Linked DNA regions of Mus musculus: region 1 is linked to region 2. A link is a contact called in public HiChIP or PLAC-seq data. All regions are on one chromosome and are shown on one strand. Each heading gives the region's core, a stretch centred on a gene start, on an enhancer-like site or on the middle of the called end of the contact. The rest is flanking DNA. Distances are from core to core; before and after follow the strand shown.

Evidence for each region. HiChIP or PLAC-seq counts read pairs in DNA pulled down with a chosen protein or histone mark.
Region 1: a contact with region 2 is called in an H3K27ac HiChIP or PLAC-seq map of embryonic stem cells, with 5 read pairs. The contact joins the promoter of Slc5a5 here to the promoter of Comp in region 2. A contact is called at or near these places in 1 of 39 promoter capture datasets (pre-B cells), 1 of 115 datasets of contacts at active chromatin or transcription factors (embryonic stem cells) and 1 of 9 other capture datasets (adipose tissue).

Annotation. Positions count from the first base shown.
Region 1 is chr8:70,887,307-70,894,154 of GRCm38.p6, forward strand. Slc5a5 (solute carrier family 5 (sodium iodide symporter), member 5) reads right to left here and starts at 5,451. Exons shown (of 15, transcript NM_053248.2): 1 at 4,999-5,451; 2 at 4,346-4,411; 3 at 3,972-4,023; 4 at 3,808-3,875; 5 at 2,911-3,065; 6 at 2,261-2,401; 7 at 2,034-2,163; 8 at 1,520-1,608; 9 at 1,217-1,329; 10 at 1,075-1,145; 11 at 648-734; 12 at 388-569. The coding sequence starts at 5,355.
Region 2 is chr8:70,368,280-70,375,071 of GRCm38.p6, forward strand. Comp (cartilage oligomeric matrix protein) reads left to right here and starts at 5,269. Exons shown (of 19, transcript NM_016685.2): 1 at 5,269-5,368; 2 at 5,574-5,659; 3 at 6,094-6,145; 4 at 6,526-6,695. The coding sequence starts at 5,293. Gm51533 (a long non-coding RNA gene) reads right to left here and starts at 6,581. Exons shown (of 4, transcript XR_003947399.1): 1 at 5,187-6,581; 2 at 4,169-4,226; 3 at 3,322-3,455.

The DNA.
Region 1 (6,848 bases), core at 4,201-6,700, 520 kb after region 2:
TGGAGCACACCTGTCACCTCAGCATGCAGCAGGTAGAGGAAGGAGGATCAGGGGTTTGTTCAGGGTCATCTTTGGCTATGTAGAGAGTTCTAGGGCCAGCCTGGGTTACCTGAGACTCTCTCAAAGTACTAAAATACAAAAAATAAGAGGAAAAGCAAGCCAATTCTTCTGCCTTTGGTTCCTCTGCCCTTCTATTAAAACCAGATCACCTCCCTGTAGCCTTAGAACTTGAACGTGGCGTGGCCCGAGGGCCTTTGCACAAACCGATTTTGTCCCTCTAGGAATGCTCTTTCCTCTGCTCCCAGTCCATTCCTGTTAACACCCTCACATCACACCCTGGACCCTCCCCCCCCAGCCCCCCCCCCCCCCCGACTCCGGGCTGTTCACCTGGGGATCCCTCTGGAAGTGTTGGCAGCTCCGGGTGGGCTCGGGAGGACAGAGGCATTGGTGCATCCCGCAGCCGAGGTGGGCAGCACCCCCATGGTCTGCTCTCCAGGCGGGTACAGCGTGGCCCCCACGGCCACCCACAGGGATACAGCTAAGCCTGCTGTCAGCCCGGAGAGGACGCCCTGGGGGCGGGGCCACAGTGAGGGGCGGGGCACATTGATCTCATCTCTCACAGGACACGCCCAGCCCTCCCTACTCACTGGCGTGTTGCAGGCTGGGAGCAGCATCCCGAGGGTGAAAGCGCCAAGGAGAGGCCCACTGATGACACCCATCACGGTGAAAGAGCCCTGAAAGGCAGGTGGAAAAGGACTGGGCTTACTCACCACTTCTCAGCACAAAACCACTGCAGGTTTTGAAATTCCTCTGTGTCCCAGTTTTCTCAGTCCTATTTCTCCCCCAAGGCTAGTAGACAGAGTCAGTGGTGGGTTTCACGTGTGCCCTCGAACTCTCTATCTAGCTAGGAATGGCCTCGAACTCCTCACCTTCCCACCTCAGCCTCTAGGATGACAGGCGTTCAACACCACCCCATCCCTACTCCCAGCTAGTAGTGTCCAATAGCCCGAACATCTCCCTGAACCTGGGCTGAGACTCACGTAGGTACAAGACAGGTGGGGTTGGGGGTCTCACCTGGAGGACCCCACCTCCCAGCAGCGAGGACAGAGCAGCCACAGTGAGGCAGGTTGAGCCATAGATGAATGCTGTGGGGGAGGGGTAGCTCAGTCAGTGTAGGGTACCATCCTGGTCCTGAACCCTAGTCCCCCAAACTCACAGAGCCCTTTAGAGATGAAAACCAGCTTCCGGGGTGCCAGGCTAGGCATCCTGGGCTTGATGAGGTCTTCCACAGTTACAGCTGCCATAGCGTTGATACTGGTGGACGCGGTGCTGGGGATGGAGGGAGGAGAAATAAGTCTTAGGACACCCCGAGAGAGCTGGTGCAGTCCCCTTCCCAGGGCCATCCTCCCTAACTGATGGATGAGGCCAGACCTTGGCATCCTCCAGGGGATGCTGGCCAGTCAATTAGCACCAGAGCCCCTGGGGGCAGAGTCATGCTGAGGGGCAGCAGGGAGCCCACCTGAGGGTGCCACTGTAGGCACAGGCCAGGAAGAGCCCGGGGACTCCGGGCAGATCCTCAAAAATGTCCAACACGAGCAATGGCATGTACTGTGGAAGACAGAGGCCTCTGTGACAAGGGGGACACGGAGACAGGCCAGCCTCAGCCTCGGCTACATTGTGAGTTGCAGGTCAGCCTGAGCTACATGAAGCCCTATCTCAACAACCCCTTACCCTCCAAAAGGAAGAGTCCAGCTATCATTATCTTAAGTGTCCTGTCACACTGGCTGCCTGAGGTCTTCCCTCTCCTTGATGTTCCTAGGGCATTTCTGTGACTGACTCTCAGTTGAAAGGTCCTCTGGCTGCTCTCACTCCACTATGGCTCCCTACTGCCTGCCTCCCAGGCTCACCCCCCCCCCCCAGCTTTCCTTGGACCAGCCTCTGAGCTCTCTGCATCAAAAGCCTGCAGCCTGTGCCTTCTAGAAGGAATGCTTTTCTAGCCCCACCCCACGATGGGAAAGCTGAGCAGAGCTCACCTGATCGGGGGCTGCGATGCGGCCTGTGAGGAGGGGGTCGCAGTCCTTGTAGTAGACAAACATGACAATTCCACAGCAAGCTGCACTAGCCACAATCAGGAAGAGGCCAAGCTGGTTGACAAGCAGGGCACTGGGGGATGGAGTGGCCTTAGGAGTGTGTGGGGAGGGCCAGGCTGTCCCAGCAGCCTCTGTGTGGGTCCCTCACTGCACACTCGCTGCATACTCACAGCTTGGCCTTTCTCTCCGTGTGACAGGCCACATAACGCTGCACCTGGGCTTGGTTCACACCATACATGGAGAGCCACACCAGGGAGCCACCTACTACAAATGTCCAGAAGGTGTAGCGGCTCCGAGGGTCAGGGTCAAAGCTGAGTAGGGAATGAGGCAGGTTAACAACCATGTGAGGAAAACAAAACAAAACAAAACAAAACAAAACAAAACAAAACAAAAAAACAAGAAAAAAGACCAAGCCGGGCAGTGGTGGAGCATGCCTTTAGCCTTTAACCCCGGCACTTGGGAGGAAGGAGGATTTCTGAGTTTGAGGCCAGCCTGGTTTACAGAGTGAGTTCCAGGACAGCCTGGGCTGTACAGAGAAACCCTGTCTCGAAAAACCAAAAACCAAAACCAAAACCAAAACAACAAACAACAACAAAACAAACAAACAAACTCAACAACAAAAACAACCATGTGAGGATGTCACCCTCCCCAGATCACCTATGCCTTTTCTAGATCCTAAGGGGACATTTGCAGTGAGTTTTGAAGTATGAGTAGGAGTTTTCTATGTTGAGTTTTGTTCCCCTCTGAGACACAGTGCTGGGAAGGCTGAGGGACAGAAGTGGGGCTAGCCTGGGCTGCACAGTGAGGCACCATCTCTCACTCCATCAGGTTGATCCGGGAATGGTTTTGAGCGAGACTGAGCACGTTCCAGGGGCCCCCCATGAGCATGACACCTCGAGCCAGGATCACCCAGAAGCCGACGAGCATTACCACAACCTGGAACACATCTGTCCAGACCACGGCCTTCATACCACCCTGTGTGGGAGAGGGGATACAGGTCACAAACCCGCCCAGGGCTGCTGGGGCAGGGCTGCGTGGGGAGAAGGCTGAAGAGCACCCCCAGCTCACCCTGCCTGGCTTCCTGTGGCACATCTGTGAAATATTGTGTGTTTCTATGGTCAGTCAGAGGATTAGATAAGGTAAGGGGGAACAGACGCAATGGCCCCAGGCATCCCAGCAAACAATCCAACACCCAGTATTATCATTATCCCTTTTTGTTTATTTCTGGTCCATGTAGCTCAGACTGGCCTAGAACTTACAAGCTTCCAGCCTCCCCAATGCTGCTGTGAAAGGAGCCAAGCAGCTACTTCTGATTCACAAATGTATTTCTCCCTGCCATTCATAGAAATCTGAGCCTCCATCGCCGTACATAAACAGCAACCAGAACATGCCAGTCCCTTAGGTGGCACAGCCAATCAGGGGACCAGGAGAAGACTAGGCCAGAGTCTCAGGCAGATCCAGCTGAAACCAGTTCACTGCTGGGCAGGAGCCAGGAAAGGCAGGGGGCCAGTTTTGGCACCAGAGTGACCATGGGAAGGTAAAGCTCTGTCAGGGCTGCTGGATCCAGCCGCACCTGAAGCTCACATGTCTATCAGTCTTTATGTAGGAGAGGACACGGGCACAGTTAGGCAGGCTGCGGCTACCTCAGGTGCCAGGAAGCTGGAGTGGTGCTGCCTGCCTGAGGTTTTCCGCGTGTCAGCCACCACAACCCACTTACCACGGTCGTGTACAAGGTGCAGATGATTCCTGTGGACAGGAGCGATGCCCAGATGTCCAACCCGGTCACTGCAAAACACACCCCCTGTCAGGTCTCCCTCATCCTGCCTGCTCATGTAGGGTCCAGCCTGGGCTCCTGGCCCCTCCCGCTCCCGACAGCCAGACCTTGGTTCAGGATGAGCGCAGGTGCGTAGATCACGATGCCAGTATACAGCATCTGTGGGTGGGGAGGTCGGTGATGGCAAGGGGCGGGCAAACGGGTTGGAGGCAGAAAGAAGAGAGCGCGGATCAGGCAGAAAGGGCGGAGCCAGGTTGCAAGAAGGTGTTTTTAGGTAGGATGGGGTGGAGCTAGGTGAGAGGGTGCCCATAGGCAGAATGAGGGCAGAGCTATAGGCGTGGTCCTTGTATGTCCCAGAGAAGCTTAGCTCAAGCTGGAAGGGGGCGGGGCCAGGTAGGATGAGGGGTGTGGCGTGAGGTCAGGTTGGAGCGGGCTATGATAATTGCTCGTGTGGGCGTGGCAGGGCGGGCAGCTCGCTCACCGTGGCCACCAAGTACTGCAGCGTCCCGCAGAGCCGGACCGCTCGGCTGAAGCGCAGTTCTAGGTACTGCAGAGGGAGCCAAGGGCTGGAGGTTACCGGGCAAGTGACCCCTCAGCCATCCTCACTGTTTCTACTCTGTTCCGGAGTGCCCAACTGAGCTTACAGAGTCTCTGTGTAGGTTAAGCCGGCTTGGAACTCGCAGCAATCCTCCTGCCAAAGCTTCTCTAGTACTGAGATATCACACATGGGACTTCATATTGTCGCTACACTTGTTGGACCGTTGTTTCAGGGTGCCTAGTTGCGCCCTCAGATTTGAAACTGGGGTATCCCTAGGGAGTCCAAACTGGCCTGGTACTCATGGCAATCCTCCTGCCTCAATCTCCCTAGTGCTGAAACTGCAAGTGGATGCTATTCCGTTTTCACTACAGTTGTTGAGCGTTTGGGAAATCCTACACCTCACTGCAGGCGTTTGAACTCTGTCGGGCGCCGGTGGGTGGCTGGTACGGGCACTCGCAGGGACAGGTGTCAGCGGGAGGCCACTGCCCCGAGGCTGCTGCGAGCTGTGGGGCCCGGACTGGCTCTTCCTCCTTCCTGGCCCTGCCCGGTGCCCGCGGCATCTTCCCGGAACCTTCCCATGGGACCAAGTCCCCTACCTGGTAGGTGCTGGTAAGGCCCAGGCGGTAGAAGATCGGCAAGAAGAGCAAGGCTGTGAGCAGCGAATTGAGCAACTGGCCCACGCACATCCACAGAAACTTGAGACCGTAGCGCGCTGCCTCCGCGGGGACCCCGAGCACCTGCACAGCCGACATGAAGCTAGCGGCCAGCGACAGCCCCACAGGCACTGCCGCCAGCTGCCGGCCCCCGGTGAAGAAGTCGTCGGCGCTGCGCTGGCCGCCGCGGGCCAGGCCGACCCACAGACCGATGCCCGTGGACACCAGCAGCATGGTCGCGAACACGCCGTAGTCCCAGGGGCCGAAGGTGGCCCGGGCCCCTGCCTCCGCGCCCTCCATGGAGACAGGTAACTCGGAACGGAGAGGATGCGGAGGACGTCGGGGACTCTCAGAGCGAGCGTCGTCGCAGCGCGAGTTCCTGCTGGGCCGTCGACCCACAAGCTTTTCGCGCGGCGGATTTATTGGGCTCCGGGGTCAGCGCGGCCCCGCCCCCAGCCTGGGAGGCGGGCGCGACCCGCACCCTTTCCGTCCTGGGGCGAGCGGGCCTTCAGGGGTGCGGGCAACGGGGTTGGGGGGACACTAGCGTCTCCTGACACTTTCTCCCACATCTAGGGCTTGTTCCGTGTAGAGTTGTGAACAGACAGGAAGGGCCTTGGACGGCTCAGACCTCCGCTCCCCTCTGTTCACACAGCCTGCGGGAGTTAGGAACCAGAGCTACGAGGAACCCAGGACTGGGGTTCACTTTCGGGGACTTCCGGGCCCCATAAGGAAAAACGAGACTCGAGCCTTCCCCCCAGAGAGCATCTGCCTTTCTCCGCAGCGTGGGAGAAGGAACTGTCCACCCTTGCTAACCCGGTGGGAGGCACTCAGGTTCTCTTTGGAGAATTTCTTCCTTCTGTTTAGGACTCAGTTTCCCTACCTGCACAGGGCAGTCTGGACCTATGGTTGTATGTGTGTGTATGTGTGTGTGTGTGTGTGTGTGTGTGTATGCGTGTACGCACGCGTTTGAGGCTGAGTCTCATGTAGCTCAGGCTGGTATGGAGTCCTGACCAAGGCCCACCCTACCGGCAGGAACACAAGTGTGCACTACACCTGACCTGGCTGTCCTCCCCTTTCCTGTTCTCTTCCTTTCTTTCCCACAGGCTGACCACAAAGGTGTGTCAATCCTGCCATGGCTTCCCTAGTGCTGGGATGACAAGTGAGGGTTCATTGGATACCCATTTCTCCCTTCTTGTCGCAGGTACTTTGGCATACCTGGGTCCAGAACAGAAGTTTGCTGATAGTGGCTTTCAAGGGACCCAGGGCTTGGGATGATGCAGAACTGTCACCGGGACCCTTTTCTGGAGAACTGGCCGTTTCTGGGGTGTTCAGGGTTGATTCCCTATTGAGCCACGTCTGTACTTCCCGGGTGGTCTGATAAGTAAAACTAAGGCACACGCCCCCTGGTGGCCTCATATGCTGTATACTGGCTGGACTGCCTGCCTGGAGGTGCTGGTTAGGAGGGAGGCCTGGCTAGGGCAGTCTCCTAAACCTAGGTGGCAGGCGGGCTTGAGGGCATTACTGATGAGGTTGAAAGGGCTTTTCTCTTCTTATTAGACTTTATTTTATATTTACATGTGGGTACACTGTAGCTGGCTTCAGACACACCAGAAGGCGGCACTGGATTCCATTACAGATGGTTGTGAGCCACATTGTGGTTGCTGGGAACTGAACTCAGGACCTCTGGAAGAGCAGTCAGTGCTCTTAACTGAGCCAATCTCTCCAGCCCGGGGTTTCAGGTTTTTGCAAGGCTTCAGAATGGGTAGAACTAAGATGAGATGACACATGTATTC
Region 2 (6,792 bases), core at 4,019-6,518:
ACGTTGGGGGCACTAGATGACTCCTAGTGGCAGTCATCTTTGATCCCAGCACTTGGGAGGCCGAGGCAGGTGGGTCTCTAAGTTTGAGGCCAGCTTGGTCTGTGAAGTAGAAACTTAAGGGTTCTTTGAAAAGTCAGTTGTGTCGAATGGGGTTTTGCTCAGGTAAACACGTGAAGGAACATTTCCCTGAAGCAGACACAGGACAAAGGATGTTCTGTGATGAAAAATTCTTTGTTAACAACATGCATGGATTGTCATCTTTTTTAAAAAAGATGTATTTATTTATTTTATGTATATGAACACACCATTGCTCTCTTCAGACACACCAGAAGAGGGCATCAGATCCCTTTACAGATGGCTGTGAGCCACCATGTGGTTGCTGGGAATTGAACTCAGGAACTCTGGAAGAACAGTCGTTGCTCTTAACCACTGAGCCATCTCTCCAGCCCATGTATTGTCATCTTACATTTGTTAACAGCATGCATGTATTATCATCTTACATTGCATTTGTTGAGCTGCATTTGTCGGGACTCCATAGAGAGAAACGCACCAAAAAAAAAAAACTTCTGGTAGTGTGTTTCAGCCTCTTGCTGATTCTCTAGACACAGGTCGATTGGTAGAGTGATGTCAGCTGATTCGAGACCTGTGGAGGACATATGATGATTGGAGAGATATAAATAGGACTCCACAGAGTGCCGGAGGAGGGTCTGGCTTGCTGGTGCTGCTAGCTGGGCAACACATGTGGGTCTCCATTCACTGATCTTTGCTTCAGTGAGAAGCACAGCAGAGAACTCCTGGCATCTCTCTGTCCCTCTGGGTCCCTCTTGCTGAGGCTGAGGTTGAGGCCTAGCTGTCTCTGTTAGGTTGTACCACTGCTGCTAACCCAACTCTACTGAACTGAATTGCTGGTGTATCTGTGAAGTGTTTTCAAGTGGATCAAGCTGCCACTGACTGCTGACCTGTGAACTGAACTGCTGATTTCCAGACAATCCAGACAGGAGTTGTTCCAAAGAACCTTTCTAAACAGGTCCACTTCCCCTGTATTCTTTTTTTCCCACTACCTCTGGTAGGTGGTGGGCTACAAGGGAGGTTAAAGCATTTTGTGTGTGTGTGGTTTTAGAGCTTTATTGTAGAAAGGCAGGGAGAGAGAAGGTAGAAAGAGAGAGGCCAGCCATGGCCATGTGGAGAGGGGGGAAGGGAAAGAGAAAAGGAGATAGAGAGTAAGAAAGGTGAGAGCTTAAAGAGAGGTTAAAGCATTTAAGTACCATCATTAAAAATAGGTTTTGAGGGCTGGAGAGATGGCTCAGTGGTTAAGAGCACTGACTGCTTTTCCAGAGGTCCTGAGTTCAAATCCCAGCAACTACCTGGTAGCTTCACAACCATCTGTAATGGGATCTGACTCCCTCTTCTGGTGTGTCTGAAGTCAGCTACAGTGTACTTATAATCAATCAATCAATCAATCTTTAAAAAAATAGGTTTTGAAAAAATTAAAGTTACACTCTACACAGTGAGTTCCAGGACAGCCAAGGTTACATAAAGAGACTCTCTGTCTCAAAGAATCAAAACCAAGGTCAAGACTGGTATATGAGCATAATAGAAAAAGCCTTCTAGACATGAAAAGATAGCTTAGTCAGATCCCCACTACCCCCAAGGCTGCCCCTGATAACCAGAATGCAGTGATATCACACACTCAAGATAACCAGACACAGTCCTAGAACCCCATGATGCCCACTGCACAGCTCTGCTCTGCACATCTGGAGAGAGGTCACCTTGATCTGGATCCTGGCCCTCAAATCAGAGACTTCTGTTGGAATCTGGGCCTGACAATCAGCTAAGACACATGATTGCATGGGTGAGCTGCCTTGGGGAGACAGGCTTAGGACTATAGTTAGGAACTTAGATGTGAGCCTTGGGCCATGACCCTCAGCAGAGTAAAATACAACTTTTGGTATACTAACTACGTGTATCTCCTTCCTGCTTCCCACTAGAAGATTGCTCCAAAGGTGAAGGTGCTTGCTGATGACCTAAGGTCTACCCCTGGCATTTGTCGTCAGACCTCCACAGTATGGCAATTGCTCAGTAACACTGTAACCATTATATAGTTACTGTTGTCTTTCACTTGAGGAAAGTCTGCCATGGAAAGTCTATGCTGAGGAAGGTGGGGCTTGCTGAAGGCCTAGGCAGTCACAGGCCTCAGACACCGCTCCCTGACCCCTGGATTTGGTCCTTATTTATGGAGAGTAATTCTGGCCTGGGATGTGGACATGGCTAAGTGACCCTCCCCCTTGTTGGCCTGATGGATTCCCCAGACCAAGGCTGTGGCTGGGCAGGCTATGCCCCACATATTTCTCCTTTGGGCGGTGGCAGGCAGCCTGGGCGCCACACGTCTCCTGGCCCAGCAGGCGTCAATCTGAAAGGGCCCCTGGGGCTCCACCAGCAGGCCCTGCCTGGCTGGGCTCCTGGAACCACTCAGCCTGGATGTCGGGAAGAGAGACTGGCCCAGACTCATGAGTTCCAGAATATCACAGCTATTGCCTGCCTGGGGCCAGAGCTAAGTCTGGATTCATGTGGGATGTGTGCGGGTGTATATGGGTGGGGTCATGTATGGGTGTGTGAGGGGGCTGAGGATGTGTATGTGTGTAGGGCATTGTGTGAATATGGGGGGGGCTATGTGTATGTGGGGGCCTACTGTGGGATTGTTTGCATGTATAAGGGGTGATGTGTGTGTGTGTGTGTGTGTGTGTGTGTGTGTGTGTGTGTGTGTGTGTGTAGCTCCCCAGGTCTGGGTGTGGGCCATCAAGCTGGGTCATCTCTCCTTAGAGGAAAATATGGATATAACCCATCTCTGGCTGGATAGAGTCTGCAGTCTATCCTAGCACTTAGGAAATGGAAACAGAAGGATCAGAAGTTCAAGGTCATCTTTGGACACAGAGTTAAGTTGAAGGCTAGCTTGGGCTACTACAGAAGACCCTGTCACAAGAATAGCAAAACAGCCGGGCGGTGGTGGCGCACACCTTTAATCCCAGCACTTGGGAGGCAGAGGCAGGCAGATTTCTGAGTTCGAGGCCAGCCTGGTCTACAAAGTGAGTTCCAGGACAGCCAGGGCTTCACAGAGAAACCCTGTCTCAAAAAAAAAAAAAAAAAAAAAAAAAGGAATAGCAAAACAACCAAACTTACAAAATGCTTGAAGCAAAACCCATTTAGAACATTCTGTGTGTAAATTCCAAGTTATAGAGCCAGGCTGAGATGGGAGCCAGCCCACTAATGATCCTCACAGGCTGTGCAGGCTGTGGGTGCTCTGATTTACAGATGAACACTTACATACTGCATCAAAGAAGAACCATGCTTGGACAGTACTGGAGGCCTGGAGGAGCAAATGTCTGCTGTGGAAGGGCAGAGGTGAGCCACAGGCAGGCAGGCAGGCAGGCAGGTAGTCAATAGGCCTGGGAAGATACCTGCAGAGGGAAGCTGGGGCACTTACAATTGGACAAACAGCCTGGGAGAGGGTCCCTGCCCTATGGAAGCCAGCAGCAGGGGTGAGCCCAGGCTGTCCTCTCCCTGCTGTCCCCTCCCTACTGTCCTCAGCACCAGCTCAGCTCCTTCCCTTCCTTCAGTTCTGACTCCCTTTCCCACAGCTCCCTTTAGGGCCCAACTGTGGCTGTGGCTCCAGCGACATGGTCCTGAGCCCCAGCCCCATGCCTGACTTGTGGCAGTCACCCGTTAGGCTGCTGTGTGCTCTTGCCTCAGCTGCAGGAGGCACTTGGGAGGCCACAAGTCTGCCCAGTAGTGGTGGTTTTCTGGAGAATTCCAGCGCTGGTCAGCAAGAACAGCCCCACACGTGTTTGGAGCCAAAGAAAACAGGAGGTAGCTCAGCCATTGGGACCTGGCCTCTCGGAACACAGCCACCTCCAGCCTTCCTCTGCAGGGCTGTTTGCCCTCCGTCCCCCTCCACCCCCTGCCCCCGTGAGTCCAAAGACAACTTGGGCACTGTTCTTGGCTAGCCTCACTCCCTGATTGTCTTTAAGCCCCAGGATTTTGCCAGCACACTGTATGTGTGGTGTTCATCTATCAAGAATCCCAGGCTCATTCCTACTGAGGACTATTGCTCAGCAGTTCCCACTAGATCCCCACCACCTCTGGGTAATAGTGTAACCATTTCCAGACCCACCTTGGCTGCCTCTGACAGAGGCCGGGGACTGCTTCCTCCAGTGTTCCCCAGCAGATACCTAGTAGGAGATATGACCCACAACAGGCACATTTGTGTAAAACATGGATGTACCAGAAATCTACAAGCACATACCCTCCGTCCGACATGCTCCACCAACTTCCACCTCTTTCCCTGCCCCCACCACTGGAGCTAACCCCCCTGCTTCCTATGACTGATCTTTTTATTCTCTTTGTTCCCTGGACTGTCTGTCTCCCCCAGGCAGCCCTCCATGGTTTCTTCTTGGAGCAAGAGATCTTCTTGGGTTGCAGCAGCCCCAAGTGGGCCAGCCCCCCTCCCCTGAGCCCAGCTTCTCTGTTTACAGATGTAAGCTGTGAGTCCTGGAAGGCCAGGTGGAGAGGGTTAAAGCTGAGGTGTTTTACAGCTCAGAGTGTGGCTGGCCCGGGAAAGATTTTCAGTTCCCAGCCAGTCTTATTTTTATGACAGGCTGTCTCCCTGGTGGCTGGGGAACAAAGCTTAGTGCAGTCCAGTGAGAAGAGAACCCCAGGGAAGCTGAGGTTCCTTCCTCCACCCCATCCCCAGCACCACCACTGCCTCCTCAACAGTGCAAAAGGGGAAGTTGAGGCAAGGACATCGTTTATTCAGAATTCTGTTTGTTTGAAGGTGCGGGGAGGGGGGCGGAGGAACCCTCACAACCTCCTGCTGACCTGGGCTGAGTCACACCCATAGGTCCCTTTTGCAGGACTTTGAAGTGCGGAGGGAGTGTGGGAGCCAGAGTGGGTGAGTTGGGACCTTTTGAATACTTATGACTTTGTTTCCCCAATGCTATCTACGGGGACAGATGAAGATTGTCTTGCATACAACAGGCACTCAGTGGTGAACCAGAGTGAGTGGAGAGCCCCAATTTACTCTTCAAGGCTCATGCCTTTCTCTCCTCAGACCCCACCATATACTGATCAGCTGCGGGTCATCCCGCAGGGCTGTGGGGCGCGGCCCTGAATGCAGAGCCCGGCCTGTTTACCTTGTGGCGGGCTCTGGGCAGGGCCGCGGGGGCTGTCCCGGACCCGGCGCGGGGATAAATAGGCCGCGGGCTCGAAGGCGCAGACAGCAGCTGCAGCTCCGCCGCCATGGGCCCCACTGCCTGCGTTCTAGTGCTCGCCCTGGCTATCCTGCGGGCGACAGGCCAGGGCCAGATCCCGCTGGGTAAAGCCGCTTAGTAGGGGACATGGTTGGACAGGAGGCCCCTCCAGGCTCATGATTCTTGCTCCTCAGAACTTGGGGTCTGCTCTCCAGGAACGTCCGGGGTTCCTGAAAAATGAAGCGGCGGGTGGAGCTTGGATGGCCCCGGAGGTGGCGGGAGGGGTGATGGAGTGGTTGGGTCGCCCATCACTGGCCCCTGTGGACGCAGGTGGAGACCTGGCCCCACAGATGCTGCGAGAACTTCAGGAGACTAATGCGGCGCTGCAAGACGTGAGAGAGCTGTTGCGACAGCAGGTAAGGAAACAGAGACAGCAGCGTGGAGACAGAACAGGGACAGGGGCATACAGAGAGGACTAAGAATGGTAGAGAACAGAGAGAGAGAGAGAGAGAGAAAGGCAGCGCGGGGCAGAACAGGTGCAGAAGGCACATCGCAGTGACGAGCGGGGAACAGAAGGGACAGAAAAGGACAGAGAGGAAAAACAGAGCAGGGAAGAGAGGACAGGGCGTGGGACAGAGAGGATGGAAACAGGGGCAGGGACAGGATTCTGGGACTAGATGCACAGAGTCAGAGATAGGGAGACAGGGACTCTGGAATGGGTTTGTGCAAAGGCGGATGTAAAGGGGGTGGTTGTGGGCACCGGGCTTCCCAGGAAGAGGGGTCGTGGGAAGAGGAGGGGGACCGAGAGGAGGCGCATGGGAAGGGGTCCCGCTGACTTCCTGCCCGGCAGGTCAAGGAGATCACCTTCCTGAAGAATACGGTGATGGAATGTGATGCTTGCGGTGAGCATAGACCGGACCCAAGGGCAGGAGGAAGGGTGGGGGCACAGAGCGAAACGGAGGAAAAGGGCTGGGGAAGGAAGCTGGCGGGGGCGAAAGCAGACAGCGACAGAGCGGACTGGACGACGGAGAGAAGGCCTGGGAGATGCGCGAAGACCAACGACAGGGCTGGCAGGAGGACCGCACGGCCGGAGGGCGCGCGCTCGGACCTGCCCAGTCCCAGCTTGGGCTAAACCGAACCCCCCGAGGGGCGTGGTCCTGAGCGGCCCCACCCCGGGAGGGGTCAAGCCCATCTTGTGGGCGGGGCCGGACAGGCGCCTCCTCTGGGCGTGGCCCAGGTTGGCTCCTCTCCGGGGCGTGGCCTAACTTCTGCGGGTCCGCAGGAATGCAGCCCGCACGCACTCCAGGCCTGAGCGTGCGGCCAGTGCCGCTCTGCGCACCCGGCTCCTGCTTCCCCGGCGTAGTCTGCTCCGAGACAGCTACGGGCGCGCGCTGCGGCCCCTGCCCTCCTGGCTACACCGGCAACGGCTCGCACTGCACCGACGTTAATGAGGTGCGCGGGCTCTTCACACCCCCGCCGTCCTGTCCCTACCCGGGCCGACCCCACCACAAATTCCCTCCATCCGACGACGCCCCCCTCATCTACTGAG